Regions from separate parts of the Sus scrofa genome. Here region 2 is linked to region 1. The links are chromatin contacts, called in public HiChIP or PLAC-seq maps. All regions are on one chromosome and are shown on one strand. The core of a region is the stretch at or near the end of the contact, and the rest is flanking DNA. Distances in the headings are between cores, read along the strand shown. Region 1 overlaps NRDE2 (protein NRDE2 homolog). Region 2 overlaps CCDC88C (protein Daple).

What was found. HiChIP or PLAC-seq counts read pairs in DNA pulled down with a chosen protein or histone mark.
Region 2: a contact with region 1 is called in an H3K27ac HiChIP or PLAC-seq map of skeletal muscle, with 6 times the contacts expected there. The contact joins two enhancer-like sites. A contact is called at or near these places in 3 of 47 Hi-C or Micro-C datasets (embryonic fibroblasts, epiblast stem cells and heart right ventricle) and 1 of 2 datasets of contacts at active chromatin or transcription factors (skeletal muscle).

The regions. Positions count from the first base shown.
Region 1 is chr7:112,048,145-112,055,193 of Sscrofa11.1, forward strand. It overlaps NRDE2 (protein NRDE2 homolog), which reads right to left. Exons shown (of 14, transcript XM_021099603.1): 9 at 6,686-6,864; 10 at 4,137-4,523; 11 at 2,183-3,111; 12 at 968-1,106. Among named protein-coding and RNA genes, the nearest start is that of PSMC1, 24 kb to the left of the region's middle. Within about 2 kb of position 2,442, at least 9 of the 83 cell types and tissues checked have an H3K27ac peak or open chromatin away from gene starts, as enhancers often do. A contact at or near this core is called in skeletal muscle, where this site is marked.
Region 2 is chr7:112,917,168-112,924,002 of Sscrofa11.1, forward strand. It overlaps CCDC88C (protein Daple), which reads right to left. Exons shown (of 31, transcript XM_021100083.1): 29 at 5,422-5,490; 30 at 4,218-4,495; 31 at 269-2,351. The coding sequence ends at 1,368. Among named protein-coding and RNA genes, the nearest start is that of GPR68, 16 kb to the left of the region's middle. Within about 2 kb of position 4,789, at least 1 of the 83 cell types and tissues checked has an H3K27ac peak or open chromatin away from gene starts, as enhancers often do. A contact at or near this core is called in skeletal muscle, where this site is marked.

The DNA of each region.
Region 1 (7,049 bases), core at 1,192-3,691:
CACGGCTCCTAGTCGGATTCGTCAACCACTGCGCCACGACGGGAACTCCCCCCCCCCTTTTTTTTTTTTTTTTTGTCTAAGACCTTCAAAAAAAATTAAAAAAATTTTTTTTTAATTTTGCTTTTTAGGGCCACACCTATGGCATACAGAGCTTCCCAGGCTAGGCACTGAAGTGGAGCTGTAGCTGCTGGCCTATGCCACAGCCACAGCCACGCAGGATCTGAGCCACGTCTGTGACCTACACCACAGCTCATGGCAACGCTGGATTCTTAACCCGCTGAGCAAGGCCAGGGATCAAACCTGTGTCCTCATGGATGCTAGTCAGATTTGTTAACTGCTGGGCCACAACAGGAATGCTGAAAAAAATTTTTTCTAAATTTTTTTCTTTTTAGGGCCACACCCACAACATACAGAAGTTCCCAGGCTAGGGGCTGAATCAGAGCTGCAGCTGTAGGCCTACACCACAGCCGCAGCAATTCGGGATCCAAGCCTCATCTGCGGCCGATACCACAGCTCATGGCAACACCAGATCCTAGCCCACTGAGCAGGGCCAGGGATCAAACCTGCATCCTCACGGACACTATGTCAGGTTCTTAACCTACTGAGCCACAACAATAACTCCAAGACCTGAAAATTCTTATGAGCAGAACAGCAACGAGTTTAGGTCTTTTTCAGATGAAAGCTCTTAGACTATTTCCAAGCTGTTGACTCAACAAAGTCGACTCAGAGAAAGTCCCTCGACGTCCTGCTGCACCACCTGGTCCCGGCACCCTCCTGTCACTCTATCAAAGCCTCCGGTGCAAGAGGCAACATGCGACCCCTTCCAAGTCCTGATGTCATTCCACCAGGACCCCCCAGGATGAGCCAAGGCCGAGGTGTAGGGGGAAGCCTCCCAGTCCCCAGTGCAATGGCTACTGGCCACCTACACATCGCACTTAGGAAGGAGGACAGAGAGACAAAAACTTACCAAAAACTTCAAATACATCCTCCACAATAAGGGGCACTGGCTGCCGTGGTCACTCCGCAATGCTTGTTCAAACAGGGCACTGATCCGGTGTGTCAGGCCGGTCTCGGGAATGGTGGCATGGACCTCTCTCCCGTCCACCCTACGAGACAAAGGCACCATCACTCCGAGACAGCTCTCATCCCTACACCGCAGTAGGAAGAGATCCGCAAGTACAGCAAACGCCAGTGACAACTGGACTGGTGCTGTCCCCCAATCTGAGGGTGCTGGGGGCAGGTACGGGTACGCTGTGGCTCTTCCAGGGCCGGAAGAAGCCTGCATCCATGGTTCTGTGGTGCCTCCACCACGCTGAGTCTGCCTAGAAGGCTCACAAACTCCTTGCTTCTCGGTTTTCTAAGGAAAACCGACCTTCTCATCAGCAGAATGCAAATTTTACTGTATGGGAAGGAAACACCTTTCAACTGAAAGCAGACTAAATAAAACCTCATGCAAGAAATTAAAAAAAAAAAAAAAGTAAACTGAAATACTATCCAGAAGCAATTCTGAACAGTCAATTTATAACCATAAAGATTCTGGAAGGAATCACGATACCTTAGCTAATATGTTCCCAAGCCTATCATTTAGCCTTTAGATAAACTACTGTATCAAAGGATGACACTTAAAACATGCCACTGTTACCATCAGTCATGACAGCAGAGGCTAGTACTTTGTTACTTTGCGCTCAGCACTTCCCCCCCCCCCCCCCGCCAGCAACTCTCTGAGGTAGGTTCTCTAAATTATTCCCATTTTGCAGAAAAGGAACCTTCCACAGACATGAGAGACTTGGCCAGATCACACAGCTGGTATGTGGAGGAGCTGGATTTGACCCCAGATTCCAACTCCAGAGCCCACGTTCTTGGCCACTATGCTTTTCTACAGCTTCTCGGACACCTGAAGCCCTGGCAGTCCCCACTCAGGCACCATAAGCTACATTCAGGATCCCAAAAGGCGCAGTCTAGGAAGAAAGCCACAAAAGCTTCTAACGAAAACTGCTGCTGCTGGCAAGTCTCTAATTACTTTTTCAGTGAGTTATTCTACGCCCTTGAGCCCACCCACAGCAGGTGTTCCAGGGCCTGGCCCACACTCGTTTCTGCATTCCTGAGGCCTGGCAGGCAGCAGGCAACCGGCAAGCATTGCTTAATGGTTTGTGGACACATGAACAAAACGCTCCATCATTACCTCTGCACGGTTTCCACCAGGCTTTTCCTCATTCTCTCAGCTTCAATTGCAAACAACCATGGCTCCAAGGGTTTGGCAGACCTGGTCATTGTGTTGAAGAATCTTCTGGTCTTACTGGCACTGTGGGACTTATTCTGAATCTGTACATATGACCTCCAAAGAACCTGGTTGCCAGGATACAACTTTAGAGCCTCCGAGAGAGCCTCTCGCAGAGGAGCCAGAGGGTAGACGCTGACTTTCATGTGGAATCTGAGCAGGCTCGTGTGCATCAGGGCGGCAGCCTCGAGGACACCGCTCAGGCTCCGAGGGCTCGAGCTGCCCTCCAGGCCACAGCCCTCGGCGGACACAGAGCCCTTGAGTTTCGCAAACACCTGCTCATATATCCGCACAGCAGCATCAATCCCAGTGGTCAAATACTGGAAAAGCATAAAGCATTTAACCAAGCTAACCAGGCGGTTGGAGGAATCAGGGGGAGCTGGATCGGAGAGAGAGCCCTCCCCCAAACAGTCCTGCAGCGCGTGCTCATAAGCCTTCCGAGCTTTCAAAATGTGAACAGCCAAGACCTGCCCCGTGTAAGGCCCGTAGGGCCCGTTCTCGGTCAGTCTGGTCAGTATGTGGACAGCTCGGGCTGTAGCGGCCCCTCTCATGTCAGGCAGCAGCTCCACCTCCAGCTCAGCATAGAGGAGACTCAGCTCACAGAGCTCGTGGTCCTTCAGTTCTCTGCTCCCTGCTATGCTGAGTGCTGTATCAAAAACTTTTCTGGCATCTTCTGTGTTGCCGAGCAGCCACTCCAGGTGCGCATATTGCTTCCAGAGGCAAAAATTGTTGCGGTTGTCTGGCTCCTTAAGGAGATTCTTGGCTAGTTTTTTGCAGTTCTTTCCTTGTGACTTTAATCTCTTCTTGTTTTTAGTGTGCAGACACCAAATGACCTAAAGGTAAGAAGACAAGAATGACTCCAAGTGCTCTGTGGGGTTAAAGCAATCCCTTTGTCCTACAGCGTCTAGGCTGCCTTCCTTCGTCATGTGTTTCGGTAAACGCTTAGACTCTCTGAACCGGGAAACAAATCAGGATTTTACCAAAGCCATAGGTGCCCCCAAATGAACATATCCAGCTTTCCAACCAAAACCTCTATAAACAAGGCTTACATACTTCAAATGCTCGTCTCCAAACGAAGGTGACCACGAGATTTTACTTTTTTTTTTTTTTTTTTTGTCTTTTTTATCTTTCTAGGGCTGCACCCACAGCATATGGAGGTTCCCATGCTAGGGGCTGAATCGGAGCAATAGCCACAGGCCTACACCGCAGCCACAGCAATGCTAGATCTGAGCTGCATCTGCAACATATACCACAGCTCATGGCAATGCCAGATCCTTAACCCACTGAGCAAGGCCAGGAATCGAAGCTGCGTCCTCATGGATGCTAGTCGGGTTTGTTAACCACTGAGCCACGATGGGAACTCCTACCAGACACTATTTAAGTAATACAGCCTGGTGTGTGCAACCTGCAGTTAAAGGGTCAGAACTTTGGGTGTTAAAATTCAATACTACCTGGTGGCCAGCAGAGGGCAGAAGAGTCAACCCTAGAGGAATTTTGCAGATAATAGCTATAAAGAGCAGGGTAAGTAGCTTATTTTATCTATTTTAATAAGCCCCTAAATCCTCTAACCCTGCTTAAGCTTAAGCTCTGTTCTTGACACTAACTGCTCACATAATCACGGACATCTGGTGATAAAGAATCAATGCAACAAACAGCTCCCCCGCCACTGACCACTGACGAGCTGGGCTTTGCTCTCCTCTTCCCGGGGCCCCTCATAAGGGACAGCTACAACCCCAGGGCCTATTGGGACCCTGAAGAAGGACGGCTGTGGCCCAGCGCCCTGAAGAACACCAGCACCTGGCCATCCCACCTACAAACAGCGGCAGGAAATGAGGTGGGGGGAGGATGCCGGAGTTACCTTTGCGATCTCGTACCGTAACCAGGAGAAGCAGAGCTGAGACCTCTCCGTGCCTGAAAACAAAGGCATCACAAGGTGGAAGACGTTGCGGATGAACTCCTCGCCCTCTCGATGGTGACCCCTGGTCCAGCGCCGGCAACCTAACTGGTCCGTGCGGCCGACACAGCTGATGCCAGAAAATGAAAGGTTGAGGAAAGTCAAGGGCCTTTCATCATAAAGTCCATTATCGAAGATGCTGTTTTCATCCATGGCCTGATAGAGGCAAGAGGCTGGAGGGCTAAAGCCAGAAGGCACACCCAAGAACTGCAGAAAGGCCGAGATCAGCTGAAACTGAAGATCCGGGCTGGAAAGTCGGATCAGAGACTGCCCAATATCATCAAACAACACCTGCAATGAAGACAAAGTCAAGTGACATAATGCAACAAACAAACCTTCAGGTTTTCCCACAGTTCTTTTTATACGGATGTACTAACGAGTTAACATTATTCAAATTACATTTTAAACAGACAGAACGTAGGTTTCTTCTGCAAGATGCAAAAAAGCTAGAGGCCTCCAAAGGCGAGCTGAGGTGGGAGGGTAAGTGCCGGGAGTCCTGCAGTGCCGGCAGCACCCACACCCCTCCTGGGGATCCTCCGGAGGAGGGAGGACCAAAGCGGAAACTTCCAAAGTAGCCTCACGGATTCAAAGAAAATCTAGAATCACACTCACTTCTGAGAACACACATAACTGCTTTTATAGTTACTGTGGTAGGTTGTGGTTGTGCAATTTTTTAATTTTTAAGGTAGGAGATAAGAACCTTACTATTTTGTGGTTTCTTTGTATAAAACTGCTTCAGGAAATGAAAAATATGCTTGAAAATACACAAACAGCAGCAAGGTAAGAAGGAAACTGCGGGAGCAATGGACCCTGTTGAGAGTAATTATAAGGGCCTGACACTAACTGTAACATTCGCAGCTGATTTCACGTAATAACTTTAAAATCGAAGGCCACAGAAACTACACTATGTCCCAGGTCTTGCTTACCTGACTGGTCTCTGTGGCCCTCAGCAAAGAGGAAATCAAAACACAAGCATAATAAACTGGACCACCTGGGACTCAACTTATCAAAACCGTCAATTAATCAGAACACTCTTCTCCTCCAGGCTTTGACTAGAAAAAAAAAAAAAATCTAAGAAATAGTTCACAGCAGTAGCTTGCTCCCAAAACAGGCTTCTAGAAAACCCCCCAAAATGCTGAGCCTTGAGAACTAACTTCTGAAGGGCAACCACGAACTCTGTAGAACCCTCGAACACCAAAGATAAATGCCACCCACTCTTCCCGAACCTTCAGTTCGGCTGGGCAGGAAGCTCAGGTGCTGACTGGCTTCCGTGAGCTCTCGAATCTCCCCCGAAGGCTGGTCCCTCCTTCCTGCCCCGAGGCCACTTTTTTCCTTCTTCCCAATCCTGTATCCTACTTGTCGTCTAGCCACCGTATCCAGGCCCTCGGGAGCCTTCACTCGTGCTGACCCCTCTGCCTCAAGCCAAAGCTCCGGCATCAAAGATTCACTCAACCTCCAGGGCTATTAACCGAGTGCTCAGCACAGGGCAGTGTCATCCAGGCACGGGTGACTCAGCAGTGAAGAGAAAGGGAACAATCCCCACCCTCCCGGCACGTGACTGGTGGGGAGCAAGCACATCAAAGCTCACGGCCTCGCTGCTGTACAACCTCAGTCTGCACCTGTGACCTGTCCCATGCCAAGCAGCACACAGTGGACCCTTAAACAGCACAGGTGTTAACTGGGCAGGCCCACTCACACCTGAGTGTTTTCAGTAAATAGGTACCACAGGACCACGAGACCCACGGGTGGCTGGATCCGCGGCTGTGGAACCGTGGATACGGAGGGTCGCCTGCAAAATTAGAAAGGGGTTTTTGACGGCTCGGGGGTCATTGTTCCAGAGTCAAGTGTAGCTGGTATCTTGTCAGAGTGGCTCAATTACAAGTATCAATGTAGAAGCCCTTTATTTTCATGTAAAGCCTCCGGAGCTGCTGACCGCTAGGCACCAAGTAGCAGGTCCCCAGAAAACGCTAGTTCCTCCCCAGCATGACGAGCCGTACACCACCTGTCCCGACCTGGCCTCCACCTCTTGTATCTCTTGATTTCCAGAGTCAAACCCACCCACACATCCTCAGGGATCCAAGAGTGGGTAGGAAAAGCATCCAGGACAGTGATTTTGAATTTTCAAACCCTGAGCCCTCAGGCTTCGGTGGGAAAAATTAACTCAACAGCCTGGAAGACCATCTCCAGAGAAGCGACCACACAAGAGCCGACCCTCCTCCTTGGAGACAGAAAGGATCAGGTCTAGCACCTCTACGCTCCCCCCACCACCAGCAGCCAGGGAAACCTACTCTGGTTTTCGGTAAGAGGGCGATTTGTGTAGACAGAAGCAGGCCAGCATCTCCCAAGCCAGGCAGGTGCTCCGAGAGCCCAGCTGCCTCCTTTCAGGGACCCAAAGCCCAGCAGGAATGTGGGAAGAGCAAGCCCTGGCAGCCGGGGGGAGGGCCGGTACTCGCCTGTCTCTCTGGATCCTCACAGTCTTCCTCCGTCTGCTTCTTGGTCTTATCAGGGCGCCACGGCCGCCAGTGCCTCTGGTCCCGGGACCGCTCAGCAGCAAGCCAGATCTGCCACCTGGGCAGAGTCTTATCTTTAATTTCCTGGTCGTCATCTTCTGGTTCATCATCATCATCATCATCTAAAAGCAAGAATAAAACTTTCCAGTGCAACTAACCAGCAAAGAGAACCATCATCAACCTTTAAATCTACCTGCTCTGCCAGCCACAGGGCTGGGTACCTGGAATGCCAAGATGAGCAAGAGCCAGGCCCAGACTCACTGGCATTTAGGGACTTTCCTATAATCAAGTTCTCAGGGAAAAAAAC
Region 2 (6,835 bases), core at 3,539-6,038, 870 kb after region 1:
CTGTGGACCCCCGGGGTGGGTGCTGAGGCAGGGACCCCCGAGCCCCACAGCCTCATCAGTGCTGCCTTAACGTGTGCATGGAACACCAGTACTCTTCCTGTCCTTTTATTACAATCCTATAATCCCATCCTTGAGTTCCAGAAGGAGTGGCTAAATCCTAAAAGGGGTCCTAACATTTCCACTTCTTCCTCAGTGTATTAAATCAAAAGGAAACCTCCCCCGCCCCCGAAAAAAGCCCCTTAAAAAAACCACAAACAAAGTCACCAGGTTTAGTACATCCCAGGAGAAGCACCTTTACTAAACCACAGGAAACGAAACGTGCCAGGAATCTGACCAAATACACAAAGCAGCAGGTGAGATTCTGGAGAAGAAAGAATAACTCCCAATGGAACATAAATAGACCCCCTCGAAGTACATATATTTCACATGAGTGTGTACATACATATGTAATATATTAAAAGAAATTTGGTTTCTACCATGAGCAGTTACTCAGAAATAATAAATCAACATCTCGCCTGAGACAGGGAGGTGGGGGCGCTGCAGCCACGTCACAAACGGAGCGTGCACCTCGCCCCGCACACGCCTCCCCTCTGTACACTATGTATACTCGCTGGGCCGGGGGCTCCTCTCTGCCCCTCCCCCCGGCCCAGCAGATCCAGTGTTTCCAAACAAGGGAGCCACTGAAGGCAGGGGTCCGACTGGCGTCGGGAGCCCTCCGTGCAGAGCCCAGGAGGGGCAGCTGCGGGGTTGGGGAGGCAAACGCCCTAGGCAGAGGCCCCTGCCTGGAGGCCACCTTGGCTCTGGGGTGTAGGGAAGTGCTCGGGACCCCAGCAGTGGCGCGGCAGCGCTCCCGGCTCTCAACAGGGAGCCTGCCTCTGGGGTCCGCCCAAGGCCCTCGAGACCTTTGTCGTTTGGCCAGGCTGGGCTGCTAGGATCAAATGGCTTTTGGGAAGGGAGTAGTTTTCAGACCCACTGGGACTCAGCCCTGTGTGAGTGTGAGAGTGTGTGTGTGTGTGTGTGGTTGCCCACGCCCACATTCACGCGTGTTTCAATGGAGGTCAGCAAGTTGCAAATGAGTGTTCTACAGGGGTGCACTCATATAGTGTCTGCTTTGGGGTCAGTTCTGAGTGTCCCCATGCCAAAGTGGATTTGTTCAGAAGATGCCAGCTGCCGGAGGCTAGAGATGCAGAGACAGGTACCCAGTGGGGGGTGCAGTCCTCCCAGGGCTTGGCACAGTGAAGTAATAACAACACAGAAGAAATGCACGGGAACCCTTTCCTCCTAAAACCCTTTCCTGGCACCACAGGCGCAGGGGGGAAGGTGCGTCAGTAGTTTTTCGGTTCAGGAGCCTCGGGTCCGGGACCAAGTCACACACAGCCGTACTCGTACCACACCGTATTCTGGTCCCCGGGCTCAGGGGACGCTGGCGTGCTCTTGGTGCTGCTCCCACGACTGTAGTCCTCGGGGGCCCGGCTGCCGTGGGGGGCCAGGTCGGGAGGCCTGCTTGAGCCCTTGGCGGGGAGGCCCTCGCTGGGGCCCTGCCCCGGGGCCCCGTCCCCCTCCGAGGGGCTGAGCCCCGTCCGGACAGGGACGATGGCGGCTGCCTCCCCCAGGTGGGAAGGTGCTGGGGGCTTAGTCCTGGCGGCCAGGGCCGCAGCAGGTGGGAAGTGCTGGAGCTGGGAGCTGCTGCTGCCGCTTCCAGCCGCAAGGGCTGGGGCCGTGGCCGACTGCTGCAGGGGAGCCAGCCTCTCTTCCTTCGGGGGGGCCAGGGAGAAGCGCCTCACGTCCAGTGGCCGGCTCCGGGGGCTGGGGCCCTGGCAGGAGCCACCAGCCTTTCCCACAAGTGGGGTCCGCTCCCGGGCCAGGCTGTGGGAGCCGGGGCTCTGCAAGCCGTGGCCACCTGTCTCTCTGCCCCCCGAGGAGTCGGGGCCCCCTGGCTCCTGTTTGCAGGCCTCCGGCCCGCTGGCCCGGAGGAGGTCGGCGGAGGCCAGGCTGAAGGCCCGGCTCAGGGATGCGCTCCGGCTGGCAGGGGCGTGGGCAGCGGGGGGCATGGTGGCCTGCCGGGGCCTGCCCAGGGACAGGCTCTGGGGGGGCTGCACTGGCCTCTGGGGGGCACTGGGCGGGGCCTCGGCCTCAGCAGGTCTGAAGTTTGGCTTCACGTACTGCCCGGGCTTCAGCAGCTTCCCCTCAGAGGTGGCGACGGCCACCTTAACGGTGGGGGCCACAAGGCTGGTGGGCATTCTGGCCCCTTCTTTCCTGGCAGGTGGGCCTGGCTGGCCGCCGATGCCCGAGAGCTCACCGGCCTTTCTGAAGTAGTCGCTCAGCAGGTCATCCCGGCAACTGGGAGCATCCTAGAGAGGAGAGAGGAAGGCCTGAGTGGGAGCCAGGGGTCTGGAGAGCCCCCTTCCACCCAGGGTGACTCTGTGCAGCCTGCAGGGCCAGGACCGAAGCTCCCCGCCCGGCCACTTGAAGGCCTAACATCCCTGCTGCACACAATGCCCCGGTCAGGATGGGGAGGAGGGGAGCGGGGCTGTTCACAGATTACCAGGGAGAGGGCCCCCCCCCCCCCGATTTGACAAGCAAGAAAGTGGATCTAGAGAGAAAATGACTCTGCACAAGTCCCTTCCACGTTATAAAGCAGTCAGGCCAACTGCTGCCCTCTGTTTCCCATCTTTCCGCCAAGCAGAGCAGGTGGCAACGTGCGGACTGGCAGGACTGGACCTTGGGGACGGCCCTCCTCGCTCAGACACACTGCAAAGGCTTTACTGCGGGCCAGAGAGAGCAAGAGGAACCAACCACACTCAGGACCTCACTGGCCCTCAGACCTTTCTCCTGATGGAAGAAAGCAGAGAGGCAGGCACAGGGGCAGGCGGGGGCGGTGGGAACCAGAGAGGCCGACCGTCCAGGAGAACAGGAAGGCGGCTCAGCCCTCTAGACTGTACCCGCTCCAGCGGCTGCCTCCCACCACCCGGCTGCCACCCCAAACCCCGGGAAACTGGTGTCCACCGCTGACCCCCTGGGGACCAAGCTCTAGGAACCTGCTCTGGTAACTCCAGCCTCCTGCCAGCACCTCCCAGCCTGGAGTCAATCGGAGGTTTCTCCAGAGGCTGATGAGGCAACAAGGGGAAGCGAAGCAAGTTCACGCTGGAGATGAAAGTCAGGGGCTGAGAGCTGCTGTAATCAGACCCCAGCCTGCCTCGACCTGTCAGGCTGCAGGATGAGTCAGCAGCTCAGGAACCACCTGCCAACAACTCCTAGTCCCAGAAAACATCTGGATGCTCAACTTGACAGAGGTGCAACCTGCTGTTTCACACTAGCTTGAAGCCACACTCTCGAGTGTGTGGACAGTAAGGTCCTGTGCCATCAATATCGAGATGGACAGGAACCATTTACTGAGAGCTCCCCTCATGCCACTGTGCTAGGAACCAGGGGCGTGGTGGCAGAAAACTCATTTAATTCTGAAAGCAACCTCGAAAAGTTATTTAAGGGTGTATTAAAATAACCTTTAATCGGTAAGAAAACTGAAGTCATGGAGGTCAGACACCTAGAACCTAGGGCTGACACGGGGGGGGGGAGCTGTTTTCTGCACCCTGGCTCTTTTCTGCACACTTCGAACTTCTTTGACACCTACTTGCAGGAGGGCACTCAGGGAGCCCACCTCACTGTCCCCCTCCCCACCGCCCCTTAGCACAGCACTCAGGGAGGGGAGGCCTGCTCGGGAGAGGGTGGGGGTGTCGGGGATGTGGGGATAGTGAGGCTGGGCGCCTTGAGCAAATAGGAGGGGCTGGGGGGCGGCTCTCAGCGGTTCTCAGTCTGTGGCTGCTTTCCCGCTGAAGTGGCAGAGCTGAGGAGTTGCAAGAGAAACCGCCTGGCCTCGGAAGCCTAAAATATTTATTAGCTGGCCCTTTATAGAAAAAACTCGCTGCCTTCTGCTGGTGACAGCTCAGGGGCAGTGGGTACTCAGAGCTCTGATACAAAACCCAGCGTGAGATCCTAACCCTGCAAGTGGCTCCTGGCCAGCAGCGGGTGCACCCCATCCCCGCCCTCCGCACTGGCACCAAGTTCTGCCCGCTGGCTTCACAGGTGGAGAAAATGCCTGGGAGGCCTGGGGATGTGCCAGCCACCGGGTATCCCTCCCCGTCCAAGCAGCCCAGCCCCGAGGCTGCGCCACCCCTGCCCCATCCCTTCCAGTGACTTTGCTGCTACGGGCCACTCACGGGGGATGGGGAGCCCCGGTTGCTCTCCTCCAGGAACTCCTCCAGGGTGACCATCTCGCTACTTGGGGAGGCGGAGCAGGGCCGCACCCCGCCGTGGGGCAGGGCAGCACCCCTCTTCTGGACACCCTCCTGGGGGAGAGGCCCGTTCCGGGGTGGGGGGTACTCATGGCGGCCAAGGGCGGGGCGCCCCGGGGTGCTGGCAGGGACCGTGTCCCTGCTGGGGATCAGGTCTTCACTGCTGAAGCTCTCGGACCTGCGGTGGAGCTGGTCGGAGGAACCTGGGGTCAGGACGGGCGACACAGAGAAACACATGTTAAGCCTTCTCTCCCCGCCTCCCACCTCTGGTGGGCTCACTTAACACACAAAGGACCCCACCCGAGCACCCAGGACGCTCTTCTCCCAGGCTGGGATTTTGGAGGTTCAGGACCCACCCTCCAGTGCTTAGCATTCAGAACAAAATAACTTGAGATAAGGGCGGAAAGCTTTGCTTAAGTTTAAATCAGTAACAGCTGTAAGGCACCGCGCTCATGAGCCTGTCCATTCACACGCGCGGGGGTTGCTGGTTCAGCACCTGCTACAAGCCAGGTGGCCTTTAGAGGCTGGTCATGTGGACGCTAAGAAGTACACAAGTTTTATGGCCTCGGGACGGCAAAGTTCTTTCCAGATTTATTCATTAAGACAGACTGTATTCTGTACCATAAAATGAATTTAAGAGAACATAAAAGAAGCAAAGCCATCTATCCGCTCTGTTCCTGACCACAGGGGAACGAAACTACTTTTCAGTCCCCATTCTAAGGATGAAGTAACTTGGATTCAGAGGATGGGTGACTCGCCCGGGTGCCCAGGGCCTGCCGTGGGGGTGAAGGGATTTGAATCCCAATCCATGTGAACTCTCGGCCTGTACTCATTGAAACTGTGTGATGTGGCCTAGGAACACCAATGAAGAATGCGTGCACGATCCTGATAACTGTATTTTGGGTTTTTTTTTTTTTTTGGCCACGGCTGCAGTATGGGGAAACTGCCGGGCCAGGGATGGAACCCAGGCCACAGCTGTAACCAGAGACACAGCAGTGAAAACACTTAACCCTTGACCCTCTGAGCCACCAGGGAACTCCAGTAATTGTCTTTCTAAAATTACAAATATAAGCTCAGAGCCAAAGATCCACTTACACTGAAAAGTGCCCGGAAGGAAAGGTCAGCTTACCTTTCAGGTTAAGAGGTGAGCTGTCGCTGGATGCATTTCTACTGCTCTCCAAGCTCCCTGGCCTGGACACTGAAAAGAAACATCAACATTTAACCTAAAGGGCAATGACTGAGAAAAATCATGGAACAAAACAACTGTGCTGAAGTTAAGCCAGGTGCCGCCAGGAAGGGCGGCCTGCAGTATTTTTTTAAAATTAGATCTAAGGCTGTAGCTTAAAACAAGTTTGTTCATGATGGAAATCTCATGCAGAACTCAAAAGGTTGACCAAAAAAGAAAGGGGCTGCTCTGGCTAAGCCAAGGGTAGAGGTGTCCAACCCGTCACTGCACAGAGCTTCTGGAACATTCATGAAAACAGTGTGGCTTGGTCAGGGCGGAGCCAGGAAGCGGCAGTATGTGCACGTGTGTGCAGGGAGCAAGTGCCTGGGTGCAGGGAGGCTTGGGTTCCCTGGTCCTGGGAGTGGGAGCTGGACCCTCAGGAGGAGAGGGCACGCTGGCTTTCCCTGGCTGTTTGCTGTCCTCCCACTCATGCGTCTTAAACTCACATCTGCCTCAAAGGGAAAAACTGACCTTTAGGCGAAGAAGCACTGGAGGGAACTAGCCCTCCTGGCTGCCGTGTGCACCCAGGGAGCGTGTCTGCAGCAGCTCAGAGGGTGAGCATCAGGCACAGGAAGGGTGACCCCCGCCCCATGCGAAGGGCAGGTGGTGCCTTCCAGGCCCACCTCTCCCTGTCTCCTCCGCCAGCCCAGCAGCATGGGCCTCACCAGCCCCATATCAGTGTTTGTCCTGCCGGACCAGCAGCCCCTGGGGGACAGGGACTGTGTCCCTGTCATCTCTGCATCCTCCTAGCACACAGCTGGTGTTGGGCTGACTGCACTGGGAACAGGGGACGCACTGCCGACCACCCCCCGCCCCCAAAGCAAGCTTGCTCTTGTTTGACTGGGTCTTTAGGGCACTCGGTTCCCAAGTGCTGGGCGTGTTCTCTGCAAATAGCAGGCATCTGGAAAACGCTTGTTAGCTAACGGGGTTGGGGACGAGCCAAAAAGCACATGGTTTTCGTGTATGGTAAAAAAGCAGAATAAGTCTTCTGAGAAAGGAATAGTTGAAAATTTTAAAAAATGCACATCTCTCTTTAAAAAGGAAATAAATTTCACTAAAAGAAAATCATGATATATAAATCAAAGGGCCCCAAGGCACTTTTATCTAAGTAATGCATCAAAAACTCCTTTCCTGGAGTTCCCACTGTGGCTCAGTGGGTTATGAACCTGACTAGTGTCCTTGAGGATGCGGGTTCGATCCTTGGCCTCGCTCAATGGGTTAAGGATCCCGTGTCCCTGTGAGCTGTAGTGTGTAGGTTGCAGATGAGGCTTGGATCCCACGTTGCTGTGGCTGTTGCAGGCCACCAGCTGTGGGTCTG